2 separate regions of the Mus musculus genome follow, and region 2 is linked to region 1. Evidence: chromatin contacts called from public HiChIP or PLAC-seq data. All regions are on one chromosome and are shown on one strand. The core of a region is the stretch at or near the end of the contact, and the rest is flanking DNA. Distances in the headings are between cores, read along the strand shown. Region 1 holds the start of Slc15a1 (solute carrier family 15 (oligopeptide transporter), member 1). Region 2 overlaps Dock9 (dedicator of cytokinesis 9).

What was found. HiChIP or PLAC-seq counts read pairs in DNA pulled down with a chosen protein or histone mark.
Region 2: a contact with region 1 is called in an H3K4me3 HiChIP or PLAC-seq map of intestinal villus epithelium, with 10 read pairs. The contact joins the enhancer-like site here to the promoter of Slc15a1 in region 1. A contact is called at or near these places in 1 of 39 promoter capture datasets (trophoblast stem cells), 3 of 484 Hi-C or Micro-C datasets (embryonic stem cells and nephron progenitors), 9 of 115 datasets of contacts at active chromatin or transcription factors (T-cell acute lymphoblastic leukemia, embryonic hindbrain, embryonic stem cells and 2 more) and 4 of 9 other capture datasets (adipose tissue, embryonic stem cells, liver and 1 more).

The regions. Positions count from the first base shown.
Region 1 is chr14:121,501,910-121,509,333 of GRCm38.p6, reverse strand. Slc15a1 (solute carrier family 15 (oligopeptide transporter), member 1) reads left to right here and starts at 4,080. Exons shown (of 23, transcript NM_053079.2): 1 at 4,080-4,115. The coding sequence starts at 4,112.
Region 2 is chr14:121,544,225-121,551,648 of GRCm38.p6, reverse strand. Dock9 (dedicator of cytokinesis 9) reads left to right here. Exons shown (of 54, transcript NM_001081039.1): 51 at 1,265-1,455; 52 at 4,993-5,093; 53 at 5,545-5,683. Among named protein-coding and RNA genes, the nearest start is that of Slc15a1, 43 kb to the right of the region's middle. Within about 2 kb of position 4,563, at least 41 of the 459 cell types and tissues checked have an H3K27ac peak or open chromatin away from gene starts, as enhancers often do. A contact at or near this core is called in adipose tissue, intestinal villus epithelium and trophoblast stem cells, where this site is marked.

The DNA of each region.
Region 1 (7,424 bases), core at 2,831-5,330:
ATGTTTGTCATTTTAGAATTAGAAAATGTTCTTATCTGTGATTCAGAGGTGTGATCTATTCAAAGAACTGATGAAAGCCAGGCCTGTGATACCTGAAAGGGCTGATGTGTTCATTATTGGGAAACTGGAAGTTGAAGCCCCACCCACATAGCCCTAAATGACACTTCCTGGTCAACCTCTTCTCCAATCACATGTTGGTAAATCTTTAACAACTAGCTCTCTGGGAGTTGGGAGATTAGAGCTGACTAGTATTGATGCAGATCTCTGTGGGGTCAACGTGCACCGGTGGCTGACATAAAAGAATGCCTGACAACCTTCAGAATTAGATGAAAGCATGTATTTATTTTATTAGGAAAAATGCAGTTATAAACAGGAAGAAAAGAGGCTAGGCAGAAGGGAATATACCTATAATCCCAGCACTCAGGACACTGAGGAGGGAGGGATATGAAAAAAGCAGGCTGGGCTGTATAGCAAGACCATGCTGAGCAGATGGATGAGAAGAGGAGAGGGTGGTGGCAGTGGGCAGAAGAGGGTTGTATAAAGCAATCTGTTTGACAGTGAACTGGAAGCATTCACCTCGGGGTGACACTGGAACATAATGCTGAAGCCATCTAGAAGAAAATGTGATCCTATTCTATTGCTTGGTTCTGTAGCTGACATTTACATAAACCAAATAAGATAATGATATGTATTGGGTATTGATTTTAGGGTTATCCTTTAATCATTCACAAAAGACTATTATGAAACATGCCATAAATACTACCAGTTCTGACCATGCAAAAGTGAGAGAGAAGAGAGAGAGAATCAGACCTTGTTAGATGAAAGACTTCAGTACCCTCCCTTTGGAAAGCAAGAAAACATTATCAAGACAAATAATTACATATATAAAGTTATTGAAAAGCACAGGTGCAGATCTAAAATCAAAACAGTAAAACTATTTAATTGAAAGGGTGTGGGGAGGTGCTATAAAAGAAGAACTTTAATTGGTCATAATGTCCTTTTCACAGTAGCAGGTCATTACATAAAGTTTAGAGCTAATACATCTTGATACAGAAGCATAATTTTGTTATTTACAATTACAGAGGTTAATTTCTATAAGAACAAATGACAAGACAGTAGTTGCTGTGAAAGCAAGCAGCCCCAGAAGATCCAAGAAGTGTCTAGAGCACAAATCAGTGGAGGTGGGAAGTAGACTGGTAGTTAGCTGGGGCTTGGGGAAATGGGATTATTGGCAGTGGTGGCACCATATATAGGGCTTCTTCTGGGGTAATGAAAATGTTCTAAAGTCAACTGAGGTGACAGTTGTACAGCTCTATAAATATACCTAAAACACTGTCTGGTACATAAATGAAATATTTTAATTTACTTCTTTAAGAATTTCAAACAAGAATAGTGTATTTATTTATATCATCCCTCTCTCTCTTATCCCCCCATTCATGACCTCTCTTCTATAACTATCATTACATGTGTGCACATGAGTACATGCATGTGTGTGCATGTGTGTATTCGTATGTGCATGTTTGTGTAACATACAAAGAGATTCAGCCTACTGAGTCTGGTCTCTTATTGGTTTTGGAAACTTCATATTTTGGAAGTGGACTAGTACGTTCTTGTGACATTCATTGTCTTTCCCCTTAATTTGTTAGGGACAGGAATTTTCCAGAATCAGTATTATGACTGTCTTGGCCTCTTCTGTCTAGGGCATGATGTCACGTCTTATTCTTGGTGAGGTTGACCTGGGCCACTTGGTCAAGATGGTATCAAGTTATGACTTTTCTCTTTAAAGTCAACATCTTAGGGAGGTGAAGCTAAGGTAAAGAATTGTTAGTGGTGAGCTATCGCGTGTGACAGACAGCTTGGGCCTGTTTCTCAGCAACATCTCCCCAGATGCGTTTTCCTCAGACCAAATGACTTTGCTTTCCTAATGCTTCAAATTCCCCTCCTCAACCTCCCCAGAGCTGATGTCCTTAGAGGAGAGAGAGGCAGAGGCTGTGTGAAGATGAAGTAGTGGCCGCAGCAGGGACCACAGGTATCATCAGGAGCTGGCAGATGCCAGAAAGGATCCTCCCTGGAGCTCTCAGAGGGAGCACAGGGCCCTGCCTGGTTAATACTTCTGCCTCCAGAACCAGGAGATGGTACCATTCTGGTATTTTTAAGCTGCTGAACCTTTTGATCTGTTAGAGAAGCTAAGACCTGGAAGAGTGAGGTCAAAGAAGAGGCCCACACAGTGTGACTCTCAGTGTAGAGGACATAGACTCCCAGATCTGCTGTCCTCACCCAGCACCAAGGAGCAACCCAGCCTGCAGGACACAGAACACATGCTCGGTGGACATAGGACCATGCTGTTTCCGTTTGTCCGGTGCACAGGCCCTAGCACTTGACCGTGGAGGTGATAAATGAGCCCTGCTCCAGTGAGGGTAAGCAGAAGAGACACAGCACAGGCCTCCTGAGCACCAAGTCACCAGCTGCTGTCCGGGGCCCCAGAGTTTCTGATTCCGTGCATGAATGGGGTAGATGTTGATAATGAATCAGGACCACACTGGAAACCTGATTGCAAGCCGGAGTGCTTCCACGGACATCCTAAGATGTGCGAAGCTTATGACCTCAACAACACAAAGTTCACCCTGCAGAGGAAACAACCAAAGGAAACCTCACCTCTCTGTCGCCACCACTGGCCAGCACCCGGTGTCTGCTCTCCCTTCCCATTGGCCAAGGCAACACCTCCCACCTTATGCAGTCACTAATCTTTCAGCGAACTCAGCTGTTACCCTGGGAGTAGCAACAGTTCAAGGGTAAAAGGAGCGTCTTCCTCCCAAAAGTCAGGGAAGGCAGGGCCGCTGCCTTTGAGAAAGGGCTTCCTGTGCTCCACCCCCACCCCCACCTCCCAGCAGGGTGGCTGGGAGTTCCTAAGGGCAGGTGATTGAATAAACAAAGCGAATGTGGAAGACTCATCAACCCTTAAAGGGTGTTCTGACCCATGCAAGAATATGGCTGAGCCTGGAGAACACTTTGCTAACTGGAAGAAGCCACAGAACAGAGGATCTGCACAGTCTGCCCACACAAGACACCTGGTGGTCGGGGTGGGGGTGTCTGACTCAAGAAGTAAAGTATTGACAACCAGAGACTGGGGAAGCCACGGCAGAGCTGTTGTTTAAAGGCCACGGAGCTTCAGCTTGGAAGATGAAGTTCTGTAGCCGGGACGATGTTGGTGAATGTACTTAATGCTCAGGATGGTCACTGAATACTGTATACATCACACGGACAAAGACAACTGTGGGGTGTGAGAGGGATAACTGAGCACTGGGGAGGAAGAAACAGAGAAATTGAGATGGTAGATGAGCTGAGGCTGGGGAGGCAGTCTCTTTCTCAATAAATAAATGAATAAATAAACAAATGATTGAAACCCATTTTCATGTCCCATCTTTAATGCTCCCCTGTAAACATCCAGAGCCTTAACTTCTTCAAGGCTGACCAGAAAGCAGAAAAATGGCCAGGCCAAGTATTACAATCTTGTAATCGCAGAGCTGGGGAGGAGAGATGCAGGAGGGTCAGGACGCTAGGTCTCTGGCTGCACAGCAAGTTCAAGGACACAGACACAAACTGCTATAGTCCCTTTATGCTTCCCCAAACAAGGTAGAGCGGTTCTCTGAGCTGTTGTTTGTTAAGTGGGATCCCAGCGGCGGCCCAAGCCCTTTAGACTGCCAAACATGCAAGTCCTGCTTTCTTGACTCAGTAAGTCCTAGCATGGTGCCTGGCGACCCGCTTATCAACCACAGATCAACCGGATCAATCAAGCCTCCTAGTGACCACTCACAAAGGGAGTCCGTGGCCCCAGATCCCTGCCACCACCTCCCCCTACGCCCACCCCGTTACTTGGGACAGCTTCATCTGTCCTGCTCCAGAGGGTCTGGGACCAGCGTCCTAGGGACAGGTATCCTGCAGCAGGGTTAAGCGATGTTAGCCTCGGTTCCTTCAAGGGTGGAGCCCAGCCGGCCCCGCCTTGCACTCCTACAGTCACACAGGTAGCCAGCTGGGCAGGGCCTGGAAACAAAGTAAGGGAGGCTGAACTCCTGCTTGCCAGTCGCCCGTCCGGAGCCTTGGAGCCACCACAATGGGTACGTGAGCACGGGCAGCTGGGGCGGGGTCGTCGGGATCAGGGACACTTCTGTCGCAGGGAGATTGCGGAGCAGGTGCCACCGGGGGATAGGGAACGACTCCTCACTGGCCGCAGGGAACCGACTGGTTGGAGGCTGGAAACCTGGGCAGGAGGTAGCCACTCTTGACGTTTCCTCCGAGGTGGTCAGACGCCAAGGTTGGGGGAATAAACGCACTACTCTCCGCCCTCCTACCTCTTAGACTCTCGGGTTTTCATTCTCTCGGTGCCAAGTGTCTGTGGCCTTGGAGTTGAGTGCTTTCTGCCGGTGATGGCAGGAAGGGCGTACTGGGGGCCTCAGGGCGCAACATGGAACTTTGGTTCTGTGCTTGCCTCTAGCAAAGAGGGTGACCCTGGAATTCTCATGGGAATCCCTGGCGCCTCTCTGTACCGTTCCTGGTTCTACTGCTGTCCTCAGAAAAGGCACACGAGACGAGAGTAGGAGTATCAGCCTATGAACTAAGAGGCAGCTCGGTGCCTGCCCTGCTTCAAAGTAAGCTGCCTCTGGGAGTAACTTAGAACCACAGACCTTGAGGCCACCGGTCCCCCTAAAGCTGGGGTAACAAGCTGACTCCCCCAAAATTCCGCTTTGATGGCCAACCCCTGCTTCTCGGGCTTCATGGACACTGGCAGCAGAGCTCCAGCTTGGTCTCCCTGCATCGTGTTCATGTTGCCCCTTGCTAGCCTTTTGTTCCTGCCTCAGTACAGAGCGCCCATGGGGGCCTGGTGACCCCCTGGGTCACAGCAGGAGTTTGAGAAGTAGCAGCAAGGGAGTGAGTCACACCTTGAACTTTGGCTGTAGCAAATTGCTGTTCGGAACAGATTTCTCATGTCATTTGAGATGAACAGCATCAGACTACATACTGCACCCAGCTTCTAAGAGGGGCTCCGGATCCCCCTCCCGGCTGCCGCTTGTACCTTGCAGAGAGCCGCCTTAAGATGCTTGTATTGGACTCTGATGCCAGGTCCCCAAGTTACCACAGGATCTGCTTTGTGTGAGATGCATTTTGCCCTTCTAACAGATAGCTCTGGTGGGAAGAAAAGAATACAGAACTGTTGGACGCATAGTGTTCCAAAGCAATGGGTGTTTCCTTATTGAACTAACTGGTCCTCTGCTGGAGTTTTGCTTGGCATGGGAATAGGGACCAGTGACTTGTAATCAAATCAGGCTTTGATTTGTGGATGTCTCAGCTTTTCAATATCAAGAGCAAGGAAATGGAAAAGATAATTAAAAGTTATAGTGACTCCCCCTGGTGAAAACAATGGTTGGCAGTTAGAGCTCGTCAGAATTGTTTCAGGTGCCATGTGATAGACTGTAACCCTAGGAATACTTGTGGAATGGAAGGAGCAGGAAGCAGTTCTTAGAGAAATGGGTGCCCTGAGCCACTGACTTCCTCCTGTGTGGTTCATGCCAGGGACCTCACTCCCCCTGGGAATCCAGGGGACGAAGTAATGAATGACTAGGAAGGAGAGAGACAGACATGGCACCCACAGACTATGCAGTAAATGGGATGTGGGCACCCATGACTGAACCTAAACACCCATGGTTGAAATCTTAAATTTTGACTTTTTTTTTTTAAGATTTATTTATTTATTTTATGTATGTGAGTACACTGTAGCTGTACAGATGGTTGTAAGCCTTCATGTGGTTGTTGGGAATTGAATTTTTTTGGACCTCTGCTGGCTCCGGTTAACCCCACGTGCTCAGTCCCTGCTTGCTCAGGATATTATACATAAGTACACTGTAGCTGACTTCAGATGCACCAGAAGAGGACGTCAGATACCTTTACGGATGGTTGTGAGTCACCATGTGGTTGCTGGGATTTGAACTCTCGTCCTTCGGAAGAGCAGTCAGTGCTCTTACCCGCTGAGCCATCTCGCCAGCCCATTTGACTTGTTTTTAAGTAGAGACCAGCACTCTCCTGGGCTCTGTCCTTGGTGTAGAAGCAACCTCAGACACTCAGTAAACATGTAGGTGGAGCTGTCCCAATAAAACCAGTTACAGGTGTTGATGTCAACTTGTGTATGGTTCCTTTTCACCTTTAATTGTCTTTTTTAAAAAATATTCCTTTTAAATTTTTATTGAATTTTATTTACTGATTGTGTATGTGTGTGTGCACATACCAGAGCCATCTTTGTTTTTGAGACAAAGTCTTATTCTGTAGCTCAGGCTGGTTGAGACCTGAACTATGCAGCCCAGACTAGCCTCAAACTCATAGCAATCCTCCTGCTTCAACCTTCCAAGTGTTGAGATTACAAGTGTGAGCCAACACACCTGGCATTTATATATTTCTCTATGTGCTCACAAAACAGCCTTCAATCTTTTCAATTATTTAAAAACAATATATATCACTCTTGGCTCCTGAGCTGGAGGCAGCCCCGAGCCTCTGAACTTTGCCTGAAGATATGGGTGATGAAAGAGAGGCTGTTGGCTCACTGATCTCTTGGGCTGTCTGCTGGAAAGAAGTCTCTGAATAACAAAAACTCTCCCAGGCTGGGAGAGGCCTCAAGGAGGAGAGAGCAGCCACAGCACCTTTGGGAGGCTGAGGAGACTTTCATTAAAGCTTTCTAAGACATAATCTCTTTCCTGTTATTAAATTCCTCTTATTTAAAACTTAGCAAAAGGCTGTGCTGGGTTTGATGGGGCTAAAATACACATTTCACACTCTAGCCTCGAAAACTATGGCTGCTGTTCCCTCAAGTACTTGACTCTGAGGACTGGGTACAAGAGTCAAGTTCCTTGAAGGAAACTCCCTTCCAGCTCCCAGGGCTGAGAAGTCGGCTTCCTTAGCAAATCATGCTCTGCTGCATGCCTTCCTCTGATCTCAGCCTTGTTTATGTGCCTTGGGAGTGTCTCCAAGTCATCCTCTTGCTTGGGTGTGAAAAGATGAGCCAGCCTTGCAGGTGCCTCCCTCCCGGCCATTTAAAAGTCCTTCCCTATTCTCAATCAAAGTGCAGGGCCAAAGTGCCCAGGAAACTGGTGTCCTGCTCCAACCTGGGAGTGAGCCATGGGCTGCCAGTATCCCTTGGAGACTTGGAAATGGGAGCTGAGGCCTGGCTCTTGCTGACAATCTCTAAGTTCACTTTTATCTTCTTGTTTGTTTATTTTGAGATGACAGAATCATGATTCTAATGCTTCATAGCTGAAAAATGATCTTAAACTTCTGATCTTCTTGCTTCTGCTTCCCAACTGTTGGGATTATAGATGTGCACCACCCATTTTGTGTGGTGTGCACAATCAAATCCAAGACTTTGCCCATGCTAAGCAAGC
Region 2 (7,424 bases), core at 3,314-5,813, 42 kb before region 1:
ATGACCTCAGTGGCCCATGGATCCCACAAGGTGGAAGGAGAGAACTGACTCCCAAGTATACAGAGGAACACACATACTGTGGTATGTGCACCTTCACACAGTTAAAATATATAAACTTTTTAGGTCATGTGTGTATATCTAATGGCAAATGAGAGTATTACAGGTGTTCCTGCAAGAAGATAGAAATGCGAAATGTGAATTAGAGCCTAACATTCACACCATTTATTTATTAATTCATTTGTTTATTTATTAAGGATGTATGTGAACTGCCATGGAGGTCCTCTTACTCGCTGAGCCATCTCTCTGGCCTCCCACTGTTTTAGTTAGTAGTAGTAGTAGTAGTAGTAGTAGTAGTAGTATTCATTGTTAAACTGATTGATGTTGATATGGTCAGATAGCTTGTTAAAAATAAGAACAGTATTATCTTTTAATGGAAAAGTGTGAGTGAAAAACAGTAAATATTTTCCTATTTCTTATCAGTGGAAGTTTTAAAGCACCTTTCCACTGGAATAGTGGTTCTCATCATTTGTGACTTGCCAGTTCCTGAAATGCTTTGCTTAGAAATGTACTCTCGTGTTTTTGTTTTTCATTGGTATCTTAGTTTAGAAAAATTTGTCATATGATTCAGTGTTCTTCAGAGGAAAGTGAATTTTCTCAAAGATATTTTATAACATTTTTTTTTCTTTACTTGATCCTCTCAAAACTGGTTAGTGTTGTAGAAGCCATCTGATCCTGTTCGTATGAATCTCAGCTTCCAAGGAGGGTTAGGGCACTTATAGATAAGAAAGTAAACAAGGAATAATGAAAGAGATTTTTTTTTCAAAGACACGCTTCAAGAGATAGCAAGTAACCAGTTCTATTTATCTTACGATATGACCAATCATTAAACACATTAAAGGACCAGAGAGCTGGCTTAGTGGCTAAGAGCACCAGCTGCTCTTGCAGAAGATCTGGGTTTGTTTCCCAGGACCCACAGGATAGCTCACAACGCCTGTGACTCCAGTTCAGAGGGTCTGGTGCCTTCTTCTGGCCTCTGTGGGCAACATGCACATACAGTGCTCAGACATACATGGAAGCAAACCATTCATACATAAAAAGATAGAAGTAAATAAAACCTTAAGCATACAGTCCTAGCTCCAACGAGTATTAGCATATGACACTGGCAAGTTCTGAGCTCTTAGCTGTAAAATGGGCCTGATAATCATTTTCCCTCTGCAGCAGGAAAGACATTTAATTAGACTCTTGGACCCCCATTCCTCTGCAGCAATACACTGCTTCCCCTACGTGAAGAAGCGGATCCCTGTCATGTACCAGCACCACACTGACCTGAACCCCATTGAGGTGGCCATCGATGAAATGAGCAAGAAGGTGGCCGAGCTCCGCCAGCTCTGCTCGTCGGCTGAAGTGGATATGATCAAACTGCAGCTCAAACTGCAGGGCAGTGTGAGCGTCCAGGTGAGCTCAAGAGCCCCTACAGGGCAGTGTGAGCGTCCAGTGAGCATGCAGGTGAGCTGAAGAGCCCCTACAAGGCAGTGTGAGCGTCCAGTGAGCATGCAGGTGAGCTGAAGAGCCCTGCAGGGCAGTGTGAGAGTCCAGGTGAGCTGAAGAGCCCGGGCAGGGCAGTGTGAGAGTCCAGTGAGCTGAAGAGCCCGGCAGGGCAGTGTGAGCATTCAATGAGCATGCAGGTGAGCTGAAGAGCCCTGCAGGGCAGTGTGAGCGTCCAGGTGAGCTCAAGAGCACCTACAGTAGAGGGATTTCCCTTCAGCTCATAGGCTCCAGTCCCTTCACACCAGAAAGATCTGTCCTACACCAGGTACTTCCCAGTTTCCCTGGTACCATAGCTTCAATTATTAGAGGGAGCAGTAGGCTTACCTACCCCCAGTCCTGCCTACAACCTGGTGGCCTTACTGAGCTCTTTGCTAAAGACAGTACACTCCTCTTGGAACCCTGACTTTTCAGTGACTTGGAGAATGTTGATTCATGGTTGCCAAGATACTCTGAAAGCCTAAGAGATATGGATAGCAGTAGGCTTTCCCATAAACCATTGGTTTTTAGTTTCCATGAAAATTGCATCTGAAAAAAAACACCTTGACTTTCACCCTCACTGTGGGTTTTGTTTGGTTTTGTTTTGTCTTATTTTTGGTTATCAGAAGGTCTTCATTTTGATTTCACCCAATCAAGTTAAGTGTGCTGGTAACATTTTTTGAATTCATTTCCTCTTGAGAATTTCATATATGAAAATGTATTTATATCATCCTTCCCAGCTCCTCCCATAACCTTCGTTCCTTCTCGGAATTTTTAAACTATCACACATACAGAGCCTGCTGAAGCCATTCAGTGTTATATACTCTCTCTCTCTCTCTCTCTCGCTCTCTCTCTCTCTCTCTCTCTCTCTCTCTCTCTCTCGTGTGTGTGTGGGGGGGGGGTTCGTGGGTGTGTGGGTGTTTCAGGCAGACCTGTTGGGACTGGATAGCCTGTCAGGGGCTTGTCCCCTGAGAAGGAGGAGTCTTCTTTTCTCAGTGCCTATAGCTCTTCATCTAGGGTGGGATCTAGGGTTGGGTGTCATGAGAGTCCCCAATTGTGTCGGCTTGTCTGTTGGTGTGTCGTTTCTCAAGTCTGATTTTAGAGAATCGCACTGTTGGGATTTTTAACAGGGGTACTACTGGTAGCTTTATCGGTATGATTGATTGATTGATTGATTGATTGTCCTTTTAGAGAAATGCATAGCACGTGTGGTGGCGCCTGTAATGATGCATATGTTGTTTGTGAAAATGTACCAAGCTATAGACTTACATGTTCTTCTTTTAAAAGTTATTTCAGACAGTGTCTCAGTCAGGGTTTCTATTCCTGCACAAAACATCATGACCAAGAAGCAAGTTGGGGAGGAAAGGGTTTATTCAGCTTATACTTCCACATTGCTGTTCATCATCAAAGGAAGTCAGGACTGGAACTCAAGCAGGTCAGGAAGCAGGAGCTGATGCAGAGGCCATGGAGGGATGTTCCTTACTGGTTTGCTTCCCTGGCTTGCTCAGCTTGCTCTCTTATAGAACCCAGGACTACCAGCCCAGGGATGGCACCAACCCACAATGGGCCCTTCCCCCTTGATCACTAATTGAGAAAATGCCTTACAGCTGGATCTCATGGAGGCATTTCCCCAACTTAAGCTCCTTTCTCTGAGATAACTCCAGTCTGTGTCAAGCTGACACACAAAACCAGCCAGGACAGAGAGTTAACTAGGTATCAGGTAAATTTTAAGTCAGCTCCCTGCAGTGACCAACTTCATACTTACATAAGGAGTTCGAGCACCTGTGTGTTCCTCCGTGTATCCCTAGAGTTCATAGTTGTCTCCTCCAAGTGTAGTCTGTGAAGGCTACACAGGTGTTCACTTTGTAAGTTCAGCACCCAGGACTCAGTTTCTGAAATCAGTTTTTCTCTGTTTCTTCAGATGCACATGTAAGGAACCATGAGCTTTAAGCTAGTATTTTACCAAATGTCATTGACCACAAAAGTATCTATAGATATTTTTAGTCATTCCCTCATGTCCTACAAGCTTAAATGCCAAAGGGAATATCAACATTCTAGCAACAACATGATTGTACAACAGGGCCAGAGGCCACATTTTCTGTAGCTAAAAAAAACGTCACTCGATGACTTGACCCGGGAACATGGAGCCTTAATCCACCAGCCAGTGAAGGGGCGGAGCCAGAGAGCTTGAACTCTCTGGAATGTAAAGCATGCAGAGCCATTGAACGATGGCCTTTGAGGTTTTATTAAAACACCCAGTCAGTCACCTTAAAGAACAATGAAGCCCATACTGAAATGAAGACTTGAAGTTCACACGGTGCCCACCTGGATAATGGAGCGGAGGCCAAAGAAAGTTAGCTTTCTTTCCTCTCAGCATTTCAGTAACTCTGGCTCCCAGAGGCTCCCAGGGCCATTGCTCTCACTGCCTCTTTAGCTTGGCTCTCCACCATCTTACTGCATTATGTTTTGCATAGACTCAGCAGCTCTGTGTCTGTGTCTGCTTAAAACTGGGCTGACTTTTCACACATCACATAGTCTTTGGGTTGGCTTCCCATTAGCTAGATTTCCACACAACCTGATGCAGAGGCTGCCACATTCAGTCACTACAGGAAGTTAGTACTCCATTGCTGAGGCCTTGCATCCGACACCAGCTTCTGCCTCCCTGTGTCCCCATAGCTGCGGTAAAGTCACCTAGCCCGATTCTGAGAGTGCTACACAGTCCTACACATGACGCATCAGCATTCCCTCCCTTGCCTTCTAAGCCCACCGGATCTTCCAGAAGAGATTGGGCAGTCCTTCCCCGAGCTCTCTGAGGCTCCTGATCTAGCCTTCCTGTCTTGTGTGGAATACCACCTCCAGAGAACTCTAATTGACTGGTTGGGAATTGGCAGCATCCTGCCATGTTGCTGAATGTTGATAATATTTGATCTCCAGTGCAATTCAGCTGAAGTCAGCAAGACGGCCGGCCTGTGGCTGCCTGTACCGTCCCGTGAAATGAACAATGCTTTGGTTTTGTTTCCTGGCTTGTAGGAGCCGGGAATATGGCTCAGTCAAACACTGCCCTGTGTTTTATCTCTCACTAGGTTCACCAGGTTGACCTGTTAGCTCAGTACAATGTAGCACCAACTCCAGTGTCTAAAACCCTGTTTGAAGGAACTTTCCTCCTGGGTTTGGAGACCTGGGCTCTGGTGTTGCACTCTGGTTGCTCAGACCTAAATAAGTCCATATGTCCCCTACGCTGATTCCCTCACAAGACCCGGAGGATGGCTTAGGTGATGGAATCAAGCCAGGTATAATGATGTAACTGAGTTTATGGTTTGTTTTTCTTGGCCTTCATGTACATGAAAATCAGTGATCCTGACTGACTTGCTTAAACAGCCTTTGGACTCCATGGCAACTGACTGACACAAATAAACAATACCAGCCATTTTTCTTCTAACACACTATCAAACCGTTGCTCTTCACCAGGTCAATGCTGGTCCGCTAGCATATGCCCGAGCCTTCCTCGATGACACCAACACAAAAAGATACCCTGACAATAAGGTGAAACTGCTGAAGGAAGTTTTCAGGTAAAGCCCACCGAAAGTTTCTCTTTAAGAAAGTCATCTGTTTCTCTGCGGTTGTCGGCTCTCTGTTACTATAGCAAACAGCAGAGGCAGTTTGCTTATAAAGAGGAAAGGTTGACGAGCTCACACACAGTGTTTGAGATTGTCTGGGGCCTGTGGTGAGGAGTGTATAGCCAGGTCTCCTGTGTACCAGCCAGGAAGCATGGAGACTAAGGAGGGGTCTTGAGTTCTGCAGCCCCCTCCATTGACATGCCACCAGCATCCTTCAGACTTCCCACTGGGTCCCACCTCCAAAAGCCCTACCAATAGCACCACACTGGGGACCACACTTAACAAAGGATGACTGGGGGTGTTACACAGCGAAACCATAGCACTGTTCTGGTTCAAGAGACAGATGCTTCCAGCTGGGCCAACGTCCCCTCCTACTTCCTTTCTCCTCTCTTACCTCACTCAGGCAATTTGTGGAAGCTTGTGGTCAAGCCTTGGCAGTGAACGAGCGTCTCATTAAAGAAGACCAACTGGAGTACCAGGAAGAGATGAAGGCCAACTACAGGGAGATGGCCAAGGAGCTCTCCGACATCATGCGTGAGCAGGTAAGCACCACACTGGCCTGGGCAGCGTGTGGGAAGTGTTGGGGTCTGAAATACTCCTGATAGTAAGCTAAGTCTTCCAGTAGTCCAGAATTATCATCTCTGAGAGAAAGTGTAACGTACCATAACTCAGAGAAGCAAGCAGCACGTGTTCCTAGGTCACGTTAAGCAGTGTGTGTGTGTGTGTGTGTGTGTGTGTGTGTGTGTGTTGGGGAGGGGAGTAGCGTAGTGTCTCGTCTTTCTCTGTGTTTCTTAAGCTTTGCCTTTGCCTACCCCAGCAAGGCAGAGAAACCACATCCATGCTGTGCTTACAGCTTCCTTTGATAGAACAGGGCTGACTGCCTGGTTTATCTGTTGGAGTAGGCGTCTTTTGTCATTTAAAAACAAAAAACAAAAACCGTAGGATTGTTCCAGGTGAACAGTTGTCACCCCAGAACACACAGGGCTCCTTACTCCTTGATTCTCTCTTCAAGGGCTTCCTTCCCCAATCTCTTGTGCTTTCTGTCCTTCCTCTGTGAATCCCCCATGTGGTCCCAGCAGGCATCAGAGGACATTCCCAGCCAGGGTGTCAAGCAGAGATCCATGGCAAGGAACATGCAGAGCAAGCCCAGTCACTGTATGTCACATTAGCTCCTGGATCTCGCACCCTGTCTGTCGCCCAGAGTATTGTCTCTGGTCTTGCAGAATGGAGGCTGGGACTTTTTGTCAGCCTGCCTTATCAGATGATAAATGGAAATTTCTTCCTTATTTTGGGGAGAATTTCATATATGGATACTACAGTTATACCTACCTCCTTGATGCTCCTCCCCACCTCTCTCTCTCTCTCTTTCTTTCTCTCTTTCTTTCTCTCTCTCTCTCTCTCTCTCTCTCTCTCACACACACACACACACACACACACACACACACACACACAAACACACACACACGTTCTCAACCTTGTGGTTCCTTATTCGTTGTTAGTTGTTACGTATATGTGCATACATTTGTAAATCCAACCTGCTGAGTCTATTGGCGTTACTCCTAGGTGTGGTGTTTAGAAAACCTGACAGGAGCTCCTTAGGAGAAAACAGATTCTCTCCTCCTCAGCAGCCATTAACCATCTCTAGCTCTTCATCTAAGGATGGTCTTGTGAGATTCCCCCATCCGTGTTAGCATGTCAGCCATATTGTTATGATATCATGGGGCTTTTCCCTGTCTTTCATAGAAGACCCCATCCTACAGCAGAAACCCTCATCTTCTGGCTCTTACGATATTTCCACCCCTCTGCCGTGTTTGAGCCCTAGGTGTAGAGGTTTATGAGAGATGCATCTGTTGGGGAGCTAGCTTGATTATTTGATCTTTAACATCCTTGCTTTTCTTTCCCTCCTCCACGCTGCGTGGCTCAGATGGGATGGTAATGCCATTTATTTTATTTTTCTGATAAACTGTCTCCCCTAACCAAATCACATGTGGTTCTGACCGGGTTTGAGCAATCGTGGGTTTGCGCATGTGCAATGGAAAAAGCCTCTCTTCTGAACAAATTTTAAAAGTAGGAAAAAATGGAAATATTAAATTCTTACTGTGTGAATAATTAAGCACAAAGGAGAGGAGGCTGGTGGGAACAAACTGCTGGAGAAAGCTTGGGATCTTTTCCTTGAAACCTCCAGATTCCTGTAGGACGGAGAGCCTGACCAGTGGGTACCAGGGGTCAGGACTAAGAAAGGCAGAAGTAGAGAGAGTGATGGGCTAGATCTGTTATGCTCCT